2 separate regions of the Mus musculus genome follow, and region 2 is linked to region 1. Evidence: chromatin contacts called from public HiCAR-type data. All regions are on one chromosome and are shown on one strand. The core of a region is the stretch at or near the end of the contact, and the rest is flanking DNA. Distances in the headings are between cores, read along the strand shown. Region 1 holds the start of Lrrc15 (leucine rich repeat containing 15). Region 2 has its middle 94 kb from the start of Gm46567.

Region 1 (6,299 bases), core at 2,666-5,165:
AGAGGCCAGGCTTGGTACTGCCTCCCCACTCCCACCTAGGACTGTCCCCATCTTGGCTGCTCCTTGGGGCACAGTCAAAGAGAAGTGAGGTCAGAGAGGCTAAACACAGATGGAATTCAGACCTCAGTGTCTACATCTTGTTTCTCTCTCACACACACACACAGACACTCACACATGATCTATCACACATACTCACATACACTTGCACTCTCTCACATACACACATTAACACATACAAACTCACACACATTCACACTCACACACATTCACACAGACACTCACACATACTCTATCATACACATACATGCTCATGTAGACATAAACTCTCTCTCACACACATACACACACTAATACATACAAACTCTCACCCACTCACACACAGACACTCACACACACACAGACACTCACACATGATCTATCATACATACTCACATACACATAAACTTTCTCATACATACATACATACACACACAACAACACATACAAACTCTCTCTCACACACACACACACACGCACACTCACACAGACACTCATACACTCACACACAGACACATACACTCTATCATACACACACTCACACACACACTCACATACATATAAACTCTCTCACACATACAACACTAACAGATATAAACTCTCTCTTACACACACACACACACACACACACACACACACACACACGCACACTGGTCTGAGAACCTTGTTGACTAGATCTGATGTCTTAGCACCGCTGCTGGGTCTGTGAAGTGACCTAATGCATGCAATATACGGAGACTGGTTCTGGGAACAAAGTGGCTTTCCATAAAAGCAAGGGGCTATTATTACTGCTTTGTTGTTGAGCAAAATTGGCTCTCTGGAGGCTCCACCCACAGAACTCCTAACTTCTAGGTTGGGCTGAGGGTTAGACTCACACACAGTAGGGACTCCCTATTCAAGTGTCCACAGACCACACTCAGAAGTACCTCACATGTGATCCAGACTACCCGGGAACCCTTGGTCACATCCTGTGTCATTTCCCACCAAGAACAGAGAAGCAATGGGAAAACAGGAGGCTGACGGCTGCTTCACCTCTAGGTGCATCTCTGAGTTTGCCTCTCTCAACTGCAATTTGCAGATAGCTCTACTTGAGCCTATAAGCTGCTCCCAGATACAGTTTATGGAGTCCAGGACACCACGGGTACAAGACCCTTTTGAAGTCATCTCCCTGGACCATTTGGCTGTTTTGTAGATCAGAAATTGATGGGTCCTGAGAGAGGAGGGGTCACACAGGCAACTTGAAGACTCAAGGGCCTGGTGGACCTCTGAACCTCATCATAACGCTACTACAGAGCTATGTCTCAGGCAGTAGGTGGGGGGAGGGGGAGGAGCCAGCCTTGCCCCTCCCCTAGCCTGATTGGCTCATGTAATCACCCTCCACCTACCCAGCATTATTAGCTACACCCAAGTTGGGCCCCCAACTCATTCTGCAGGCAACTTTATCCTCTGAGGCTGCCCTGATGGTGTGTTGTTTAGCGTCACGGGAGTAAGCTGGAAGAAGGGAGAGAAGGTTCAGAGGGGGTGGGGGGAGGGGCACCAGGAGGGTTGAGCCTGGAAAACACAGCCCATGACTTGGGACTTCTCTACTCCAGACACAAAGCACCCTTAAATCCCTGGACAGGACCTTCACAGCCTCATCCTCCCCGGGGCCTTCAAAAATCCTTGTTTTGCTTTTTAAAATAAGAAAAGAGCAGCCCCTCCCCAGGCCCTCTGTGGGAACCCTCCCAAGCCTGGGGCAAGCCTAGCCCGGCTTCCTGCAGAGGCCAGAGCAGGGCTGTAATTTGCTTCCAAGAGCTATAAGAGTTGTAACTGCCCAGCACAACAGCAGGAGTTGTGTCTGAAGTGGGGACTTTCATAAGAAGCCAGAGTCTCTTTTGAAACTCAGTCTACAGAGACCACTTCTCAGTGGAGCACCTTAGGTCTGAGAGGGAAATGGTATGGTCTCTGTTTAGCCCCGTGCTCCACAGCCGAGGCAGGCACTGGAACCTGCAGCTTCAGGGGTTCTTCTGAAGTCTGGAGGCAGGGAGGCAAATTGTCATCTGTAATCACAGCCTTGGCGTGTTCGCTGGCAGGACAAGCCCTGGGCAGTGCGTCTCCCATCTCTCTCTCTCATCTCTGCACATCTGGATCTACTTCCACTTCAGGCTTCACATCCTCCATTGACAGAGCTAATCTGGGTAGTGTCCCCAAGCCCCGGGAGGAACCTTCCTATACTTGCTGTGGGGTCTTCTCAGAGCTCTTCCTGGCCACGACCCTCTCAACATGCCTTCCCTGTCACAGTTGTTGCTGAGCCCAGCAGCTGACTCATGACCACAGGCAAATTGAACTGTCTGGTCCTGAATCTACTCCAGATGTTCAGGCGATGCAGAAAAAGAGACCTGCTTAAGGAATTTCCAAGTCACAGAGCAGGGACACCCACACATCCGAGAGCTGCCTGCAATGGGTAGTGCCAGCTAGAAATCCCTGGCAGGCAATGCTCAGCACCTTGAGTTCTTGTGTTATCTCAGCAGTCACGGTCTGCCCTAGGGTAGTGCATTTGGCCCTAAAGGTAGAGCCGCTCAGGTTGGAGGGTCCCGAAGGCTCTCCTTTTCCACAGCTCACTCCTCTTCATTTTGGGCAGAGACACAGATAAGGGGTGAGATTAAAACCCACCCAGTTTGTGCGTGGTAGTATATGCCTTTAATCCTAGCACTTGGGAAGTAGGGTAAGAGGATCTCTGTGAGTTTGGGGCCAGCCTGGTCTACATAGTGGGACCCTGTCTTAAAACCAAACAAAACAAACTCACCTAGTCAGCTGTGGTTATAGCTAAGTAGTAGACTGCTTGTTTAGCATGCTTGAGATCCTGAGTTTGATCCTCAGCACCAAAATACATACAAATAAACATACATACATACATACATACATACATACATACATACATACATACCGACACCTGATTTTTTTTCTTGGTTTTTCGAGACAGGGTTTCTCTGTATAGCCCTGGCTGTCCTGGAACTCACTTTGTAGACCAGGCTGGCCTTGAACTCAGAAATCTGCCTGCCTCTGCCTCCTAAATGCTGGGATTAAAGGCGTGCGCCACCACGACCAGCGAGACACCTGATTCTTATCACAAACCTACCTCCAGCATCTCCCTCCCAAAGGCATCAGCCCTGGACCCTGTGACACATCTAGATGATCAGAATGGGATCATCTAAGCTACACACAGAGTTAGAACCTGGACACTTAAAACTTCAACTGGGTTCCAAATTGGCACTCCTGACTAGAGACTGCATATCCGCCTGAGTCCAGCAGTATAAATGTAACACTGTAAATCTACCACAAGTAGAGGGCCGATTTCTCCCAGGCAGAAACCTTGTGAGTTCACCATCCTGGACAGATCTATATGCAGAGTCCCCTTTAAGTGGCTACCTCTGTAGGCTCAATGGAAATGATACAGGTTCCAACAGCCAGAACCTTAGAGAAACTCCTGCCCTTGTGGATCTGGTCTCCCGGAGTAGGTAAACCGGGTGCTTCAGTTAACTTTCAACCAATTTCCTGCAGGTCAAAAGCTCTCCCCGCTGCACTCCAGGCTCACTTCACAGACCATAAAGTCAAGGAAAGCGAAACAGGGCATCAAGATTCACAGCTAGACACTAGGACCGGCTCACCCAGCTCCTGCGCGGGCTGGACCAGTCCAGGTCCTCAGAGCATCCCAGGCACGCGCCAGCCCTGCTCCTTGTAGAGTCTCGGGATCCTATCGTCAACCGGGATGTGGGGCGCGGCCGGGATGGGGGGTGGGCGGGCACCCACTTACCAGCAGCTCCACGAGGCTGCCGGGTCAATAAGAAGGAGGCGGCGAGGAGAGGAGGCGGAGGACCGGACCGGCTCAAGACTGCAGCATGAGTGAGGGCCTTCTGGGTCCTCCCTGTCATTTAAACAGCCCCTCGTGAGTCACCGCACGGGGCAGTGTCGGCCTGCGGGGCGGGGCAACCTCTGGGAGCATCATCAGGGAATTGTGTTCAAGTTGAAGGGGCGTTCATCGACTGCACTTGAAAATAAGTTTCTTCTTTGCCTCTCCTTCCCCATCTCCTTCGGACTCGCTGTGTCCAGTGTGACACTGGAAAGGGGTTTTCTGCCACCGCAGTAGGACTGAGTAACTGGGACCCAGCTCTTGCCTTAGGCACCAGTTCAGGTTGTGATTGAAGTCGGGCTTTCTGTGACCTTTTAGTCCACTCTCTGCTTCCTTCTCCATCCCCCTTCCTTTTCTCCCCCAGCCCCGAATTCTAAAATTTGTATATAGAAATAACTCCAATTTTAGAGAAAATATGCAAGAACATTATAAGGCACACTCGAATGTGTCATCCAATTCAGCCACTGCTAATATTTTGGAAAAGGCATTTAAGTTCTTAGGAAAAATATAGTTCCCTCCACCATATCTCTTTTAAAAGTAGCATTTCATGTCCCTCCGAGGTTATCTTCTGTACCTATGCTGCTGCTCCTGGGTGCGTGCAGGATATGTTCCTGGGCTGTGAAGGTGGTGACTGAGAACGAGGGCTTGTCTGCCTTTCACCTCTGTACCACAGCATGCCCTGATTCCCTACCTTCCCACGGTCCCTACCCCAGTAGGAAACCAGGAGACCATGCTGGTTCTATTCAAAGTGTCCCAGAGAGAGCCGGAGGAAGAGGGTAGAGGAGTCACGGCTGGGGAGGGGGCCGTCAGACCTCTGCTTAACAAAGCATTTAAAGGTTGTAGCTGCCTTGGCTCCGTTTACCTTCTCCGCCTAGTGGCCAGAACAATGCCTGCACCCACCGGGCAGCTCCTGGAATGCGAGAGCCTTAATTAATGTTTGCAGGGCGCTTTGAGATCTGCGATGAAAGGAGAGACATAAAAGTGCAGTGTTATTACTGAGACAGTCACTTGGTGGCTTACCGTGGTCAAGCCCTGCTGCCTGAATCATGCCTTGCCGGTGTCACCATGAATCACAGCCAGAAACAAAAGTGCTCTGGCTATTAACCGAGGAGAGCGCTGCCGCCACACCCCAGTCCCAGCTCCCCCACCTTAGCATCCTATCCCACTACGATTCCACAGAAGAGCATCTTCCTTCTTGCTGTCAACCTTTGGAGCCTCCGCATCTTTTGTTTGTTTGTTTTTTGTTTTTGTTTTTGTTTTTGTTTTTTTGAGACAGGGTTTCTCTGTGTAGCCCTGGCTGTCCTGACCAGGCTGGCTTCAAACTCAGAAATCCACCTACCTCTGCCTTCCAAGTGCTGGGATTAAAGGCGTGTGCCACCACTGCCGGCGGCGTGGTCTCCTGGTTTCCTACTGGGGTAGGGACCGTGGGAAGGTAGGAATCAGGCATGCTCAGGTTGTGGTACAGAGGTGAAAGGTAGACAAGCCCTCGTTCTCAGCCTCTACATTTTGAACCCAGGGCCATCAACTTCCCACCCATGGACCTCCAAAAATAAGACTATTTCCCTTGTCCTGTATTCTTCCTTCATTTCCTACACACAGTTACTGCGCTAGGCTGTCGTTACTGTGCTGGGAAGTCAACACTGGGAACATTTAAGGATGGCCATTCACAGAGCACAGCTGTAAGATGGGTGTCCTGAAGGACCTGTACCACAGTTCCGTATTGCTTTCTCTACATCTTACCTTTCCATCATGTCACAGCGATGGTCAGAGCTAGGTGACACCTTCTGTGGAGTTTCCCAGTGTTTTGCAGGATAAGACGGCATCATAGACACAAGCGGTGAAAGCCAAAAGTATCCCTAGACATTGCCAAATGTCCCCTTCTGTTGGGAAGGGTGGAAGCGAGCTATTGGTCTATCAGTAGTTCTCCATACTGCAAATGAAGAAATTATCTCCAATGCAAGGCCCAAGCCAGTGCTGATTCCCCAAGGCCACACACAAAGGGGCAGAGCCAGAATCCAAATCTGTGGGTTCTTTGAGACTAAGAGCCCAGACAGTCATGATTGCAGTGAGTAAAAACTCCTCTATTTTGACAGGCTGTGCTGGGGGACAGGGGACTGTGAACAGATTGGGGGGTGTTATAAAGAACACAACAGTCCTTGGGCGTAAGGGGAGAAGCATTTGCAGGCATGGTGAATCAGGAAAACCATGAAGGCAGAGCAAGGAAGGGCACTCGGCTGAATGTGTGTCTGAATCCCAGCATTGTAAAGGAGCTGAGGAAGCCTGAGACGCCTCCCTGAGAGCCTGTGACCTGGCAGGCAGCAGGGGACCACCAGACACATCAGAAGATGCACAATCGATCGGAGCTATCTGGAGG
Region 2 (6,299 bases), core at 2,078-4,577, 560 kb before region 1:
GGGATTTTGAAAGAATGATCAGAAAGAAAAGAACCCAGAAGAGACAAGAACTGAGCCTGGGACTCTGTATTACTCTGTACTGAGCTTGCTTAGCAAAGCCCTGGGTTCCACCCAAGCATTAACCAGGCAGACACCTGTAACACTCAGTCAGTACTTGGGACATGGAGGCAGGATGAGAGGTTCAACTCTATAGAAAGTTCCAGGTCAGCCTTAGCTACATGAAAACCTGTCTCAAACAAACAAACAAACAAACAAACAAACAAACAGTACCACCTGCTGCCAAGAGGTACAGGTGGATGGAAGACACCCAGAGGCCCACCTGCTGCTTAGCCTACCTGCAGCGGGATACCTCTATGTGCAAGTGGTGGAGAGATGGGAGAGAAAGAGAAGAAGAACGATTTGAGTACTATGGAGAGAGGTGGGACTGGAGATAGAGGGTGGAGAGAAACAGCCTGATGTGAGCAGTCTGCTCTGGTGCCTGAGGCCATGGTGAAATCCCAGCTTCTGCTGCCACCCAGGGCCTTGTCTGGGTCTGTAACCATGCAGCAGCAGAGTCTGTAACTATGGCAATGGCTCATATAACCACCAAAGGCCATGAGGATGTCCCTGGTCTGGACTGCCGCCTGGGATCATGTTGATGTCCAAGGGCTGTGTGGAGCTGGCCTGGCCCCTCACCGACTGCAGCACTTAAGCGAGCAGGCCCTCCACCTCATCTGAGCAGCACGGTAGAGCTGACCATGGTGGCGAAGGTGCAGGTGAGCCAACCTTGAGAGTTTGAGGGTAGGAGAGCTGGCCCAGTTTTTTGCCAGCTGTGGCACTGGGTGAGCTAGCATGGGAAGTGCTGAAGAGCTGACCCTGATGGTGTGGGTGTGAGAGAGGTGGCATGCTGACCGCCTCAGCTACCACTCAGCCCAGATCCAGGGCTTAGAATTGGCCCATCCCAACATCTACCCCATCTATGAACTGCTGGAGCCATGAAGGGGTGGATCCTGCAGATCCAAGGTTGCAGGATCTCCATGACACAGGGCAACAACTGGATATCTGAGAGGAGTCCTGGGAAGATCCAGGATTGATGGAGTAGCAGAAACCAGGGACCTAGAACCAGACCAATGACTCATCGCAGTGAACATTTGCAAGCAAAGATGTATGGACAAAAGGCTATACTGTGGGACAGACTGATGTACTGCAGATTCCACCACAAGATAGGGGTTTGTTTGTCTGTTTGTTTGTTTTGTTCTTTTTTCCTTTTTCTTGGGGGGGGGTTGCAAGGGCAGAGGGCTGATATGAAAGGAAGGGTTGACGAATGAGAGAATAATGTGAAATTTACAAAGAATAAATAAAGAGAAACAAACAAAAACAATCTTAGAAATAAATAAATAAGAAAGACGTGGTGGTTCTCGCCATTTGACCCAGGACTCAAGAGTATGTCTGTGAGTCTGAGGCCAACAGAGTGAATTTCAGACCAGTGAGATATCGATTATTGAAAGAAAGGAAGGAAGGAAGGAAGGAAGGAAGGAAGAAAGAAAGAAAGAAAGAAAGAAAGAAAGAAAGAAAGAAAGAAAGAAAGAAAGAAAGAGAAAAAGGAAGAAAGGAAGAAAGAAGGAGAAAAGAAAGAAAGAGATGGGGAAAAGGGATTGTTATTTGTAAGCCTAGTATGGTGTCAAACACCTGTAAACCCAGCACCTAAAGGTAGAGAACAGATGATCTTGAGTTAAGCTGGGCTAAGGGCCACTGGAGACGCCATCTCAAACAGAACAACAGTTTCAACAATAAAAACTCCAGACAAAAAGATTCCAGAGACGAACCAGACGGCTCCATGGCTAAGGCATGCTAGCCAAACAAGCCTGATGTCTTGAGGTTTGATCCCTGGAATCCATGTAAAGGTGGAACAGAGAATAGATGTGTCCCCTGGTAAGCATGCCCCCTCCCTTATAGGAACACAATAACAACTGAAAACAGAGTCCTTAAGGGGTCTCGGGAGCCCCGGGAGTCTGAGCTCAGAGGAGATATAGGGTGCAGGGCTTCACCATTCCTAAGGGCAAACCTGGGACTGTAAAGCAGCCACCCAGGGCTCTCTGCTCTTCAAACAGCAGCACAAATGTCAGGGGCCATCAGCCACAACCCCCTCTCCCCTGACGTGGGGAAATAAGGTTGTTCAGAGCCCAGGAATGCAAGCACTCAGGTCATGGTGAGCCGCAGCCCACACAATCTCCACCCGACGCTTCGTCTATTACAGCTAATTTCTTTCAGCTGTCAGGTATAAAGGGCGCTGTATATAAACTCCGCACTCGCCTTGCAATCTTTCATCTACCAATCCAGAAGTGCTTCAGATTTTATGGAAGGACCTGTGGAGGCAAGCAAGGTTAATGGCTCACCAAAGGTCATGGGTTAGAGAAGCAGCAACGTGGAGACTGTGCTATTGGCCCTGACAACCTTCCCGCACCCTCTCTGGCCTTCTTTCCCCAAGTGTTCCTGGAGGAGTCACAGAGCAATAGCTGAGATGATCTTTTTTCTTTTCTTATCCTTTCTGACGGAAGGAAAAGACCATCTGAGCCAATGACCGCTTTCTAAAACTGTCAATAGTGTATGTAAGTGGTCTGGGGAGGCTTGCTCTCTGTGGTGGTCGTATTGTCCATGTGTTCCCACTACAGTCTTTTAAACCATGAGCCCCTTAAGGTTTCTCATTTCTGAGGTCATCAGTGCCCTTTCTAACCCAGAGCCCAGTGTGTGAAGGCGCCAGAGGAACAGGATCTGCTGTGAGCTTAGCCCGGCGCTCCTTCTGCCCCTTCATGCTCAGTTTGAGAGCCTGGTGGCCGTTACTGTTTGCTTTACAGCCTCTTACTCTAACAATTCCCTCCATGGTAGACCCTCAGAGTAAGGTCCTCATAAACTCCTTCAGCTTGAGAGTTTCCAGAGACAGAGAGAATATTAATTTTGTTGACAAATTTCCTTGTCCCAAAGGCCCCGATCTTAAAGGCTTTGTGCAAACCCACAGTACTGGGTTCTCTTGCTTGCTTTGCGCCCCTAATCAGTCTTGTCATGAGTTCTTCCAGTATTGTTTTAACACGGCCTCCTAGCCTGGGAGCCAGAGGACCCTTTTGGAGTGAGCTATGCTGTATGTGTGTATATTTTTTTAAAAAAATGGTCATCGCCCTTCTCGCTGTGGCCGCCATCATTTTTCAATGGAGGTGTTGCCATAGAGATGTTGTCCGATCCATCTCTATTGATCGCTCCCTTGAAAGGGGCCTTGAATAGCCTCTGAGGTAGGTAAATGTATGCAGTGACATTGAGCGGATGATTCTATTCTGAAAAATTCCGGCACCATTTGTTTTGTGCTTGTCTGAGGGCTGGGACACGGTGTTGGGTTTTGTTGCACGCGCTCCCCTCACAGGCCTGGAGTTAATGCAAGCCTTGTTTGGAGTCACTGAAGCAGAAATTTCTCTGCTGCCAAGGACAAAAGCCTCACAGGCCACCTCGGAGGCTGCTTGGGGAAGGCCACGTCTCCGGGGCTCCCAAAGGAAATGGGAGATAACTGGGATCCGCGCCCTCGATGGCACCCAGCCTTCCCTGGCTGCCCTGGCGCTTCTGGCCTGCGGGATGCCCTCTGGTGAGGTGCACCGCTTTAGCCATCAAATGTTTCCCTCTGTTTGCCTTTCTGCTGCCAGCTGAGAGAAATCCCCTGGAAGAAGTGATGCTCTTCTGTGTGATGAGACGGGAACTCACACAGTTCCCCACCCTATCTTCGCTGAGGTGTGGAGCAAGAGAAGGGAACACAGTAAAACAACCCTGGTTTCCTTGCGGTCAGACCCTTGTATGGAAACCAAGTGACAATCGGTCTAGACAGTAGGGAGCTGGGGAAAGGATTTATTAAGTGCCTTGGAACAGTGTCCCACACTTGGGAAACTGTAACACACGAACTTTATTGAGCCCACGAATGAACGAATGTTCAAAGGCATGCATCATGCTGGAAGTTTCCAGAAATACAGTTTCCATTTATTCTCCCCAAACCCCGTGACACAGTAGTTATTAGCTGTTTCTTATTTTAAAACAAAAGGCCGAAGTGATTTGTCCCAGGCTGCACGGTTATTCTGTGGTGGCTGCTACATGGATTTGGATCTGACTCCACTGCATTTTCCTCAAGACTACTGGGACCCCTCCACCCTCAACCCCCCTGGAGCTGGGGTCGGTGAACCCATTTTCTCTAGCCGCCTTTGCCCTCACCAGCCAGCCCCTGCTTGGTGTTGGGAGATCATAGAAGGAAGGGCATGAGGACACCTTGGGAAACTGCAGCGACGAAGGCTTTTCCTAGATCTCAGGGTTAAGTACGGAACAGTTTCTGCAACAGAGATTCTGGGCCACACATATGCTTTGCTGGTAAGCTGCACATGTGTATCCGGTCCCTGAAGGCTGGGAGAGGAAAGGAGGGAGGGAAGATGAAAGGGAGGACTGGAGGAAGGGACGATGGGAGGGAGGACTGGAGGGAGGATGGGGAGGGGAGGACAGGAGGGAGGGAAGATGAAAGGGAGGACTGGAGGGAGGGACGATGGGAGGGAGGACTGGAGGGAGGATGGGGAGGGGAGGATGGGGAGGGAGGACGGGAGGGAGGACGGAAGGACTGGCTTTGTCCCAGTCTTAAAGAACTTTAAGGTGTGTGTCTGGGACACAGGGTTCACAGCACCTGTTCATTTCCACATTCACTCGTTCAGCCTAATTCTTCCATTCCTTTGTCTCTCAGTATATGCTGCTGAGCTGGACACAAGCCAGACACAAGCATTTGATGCATCTAATGCAAAGGCTGCAGGCATGACTAAGGTACATTCCCTTTCTCATGAACTCAGAAATGTCAAATAACAAACATAACCGTGAACATCTATCTGCCCTTCATAGCTTACATCTCTTTTCCGGTCTTTACTATGTACCCACAGAGTAGGAATTTTTGCTGAATCCATTTCACTGACAAGGTGAGTGACACCCTGAGTTGTCCAGAGTGAGTAAGTGGTGTGATGGACTTGAACCCCAGTACTTTAATCCCAAGTTTGGCAAGGAGGAATTTCCCAGAATCCTCAGCTTGTCTTCTTGCTAGCATCCTTGGCTAACAAAGCCAGATGACTCCTGAAACATCCCTCTGACTTCTTCAAGAGGCTTTGGGTGTGAAGGCATTTTCTTTTTCTCTGGGAAGGGCTGTCTGCTCAGGAGATATGAGAAAAACATATTCTTGAGAGTCTCGCCATTTTACACTGAGTTAGCGCTATCCAATCTTGGCAGTATACCTAGAGTTTAGAAACACTCAGACCCAGGTCCCATTCCAGAGTCAGGAATGAAACTGGTCTGAGCTAGAGTGTCCATCCACTCCACTCTGATCTCAGTGTGCACATGTTCTGCAGCTGTCTGTTGACTGCTACTGTTGGAAAGGGAAATGGGTGTCTGGGCGGGCCCAGTGTTACAAGCTGGGGAATCTATAGGACAGTTGGTTGGCCATCAATTTCACACCTAACTAGCAATGTTCAAGAAACTAGGTCTGATAACTCAGACTAAAAGTTTCTTTAGTGGCTCAGGAGATTGCTGCAAAGTGTTAAAATATAATGTCGCCACTTTCATATGTGATACTGATACGGATAATAACCCTGTGTCTGGGAATGGAGGCTCCCAGTCTCTTAAGACTGACCCCCCTCCCTCCGTAGAGTTCACAGTCTGGAGGGATATATACACACTTAAGGCATGGAGAACAAGGCGCAGTCTCTGCCTGCTGATGAGTGTGAAGCTTGCGCTGTAGAGCCCACCTGGCTGAGTTCTGAAAGATGGGTTGGCTTTTCCCGGACTAAGTTACGACAAGAGAGTCAAAGTCCCAGCCTGAGCAAAGGCAGTCGTGCTAAGGAAGAGCAAGGCACCCAGTGTGCAGTAGGAAGCCTGGTGAGAGATGAACTTAATGGCAGAAGACTGCAGGGCTGTGTGCTTTGTTCTAGAGGCCCAAATTGCTGAGCAGAGTTGTCAAACTGGGAATCCCAAGGATTGTCTTGGGAAAGCGCTGTAAACAGATCTGCAGAACGCTCTGGAATTGCAGGTCCACTGAAGGACAGTGACTGTGTTGACAGAGACTAGTAATAGCTATTGCAGAACTATTGTATGTAGATGGTGTTGGCGTTGGCTACAAGTGGGAGAGAAAGGCCAAGCCTCAAGCAGGAGAAAATGCCTTCCTTTATCATTCGCAAGTGGGCCTGCACAACTTGGCACCTGCTAGCTGAGCACCCAATGGTTGACCCCCAGGATTCTTCCTGCAGCTCCTATATGCCAGCTTCCCA

Evidence for each region. HiCAR-type assays count read pairs that join an accessible place to other places.
Region 2: a HiCAR-type map of embryonic stem cells shows a contact between it and region 1, with 6 times the contacts expected there. The contact joins the enhancer-like site here to the promoter of Lrrc15 in region 1. A contact is called at or near these places in 10 of 39 promoter capture datasets (the 3T3-L1 cell line, 3T3-L1-derived adipocytes, the HPC-7 cell line and 6 more), 1 of 15 datasets of contacts at CTCF or cohesin (the NIH/3T3 cell line), 2 of 484 Hi-C or Micro-C datasets (bone marrow-derived macrophages and nephron progenitors), 12 of 115 datasets of contacts at active chromatin or transcription factors (cardiomyocytes, embryonic basal ganglia, embryonic forebrain and 6 more) and 3 of 9 other capture datasets (embryonic stem cells, embryonic tail and embryonic trunk).

Annotation. Positions count from the first base shown.
Region 1 is chr16:30,279,339-30,285,637 of GRCm38.p6, forward strand. It overlaps Lrrc15 (leucine rich repeat containing 15), which reads right to left and starts at 3,916. Exons shown (of 2, transcript NM_028973.2): 1 at 3,830-3,916.
Region 2 is chr16:29,716,899-29,723,197 of GRCm38.p6, forward strand. No RefSeq gene overlaps it. Among named protein-coding and RNA genes, the nearest start is that of Gm46567, 94 kb to the right of the region's middle. Within about 2 kb of position 3,328, at least 46 of the 459 cell types and tissues checked have an H3K27ac peak or open chromatin away from gene starts, as enhancers often do. A contact at or near this core is called in embryonic basal ganglia and embryonic stem cells, where this site is marked.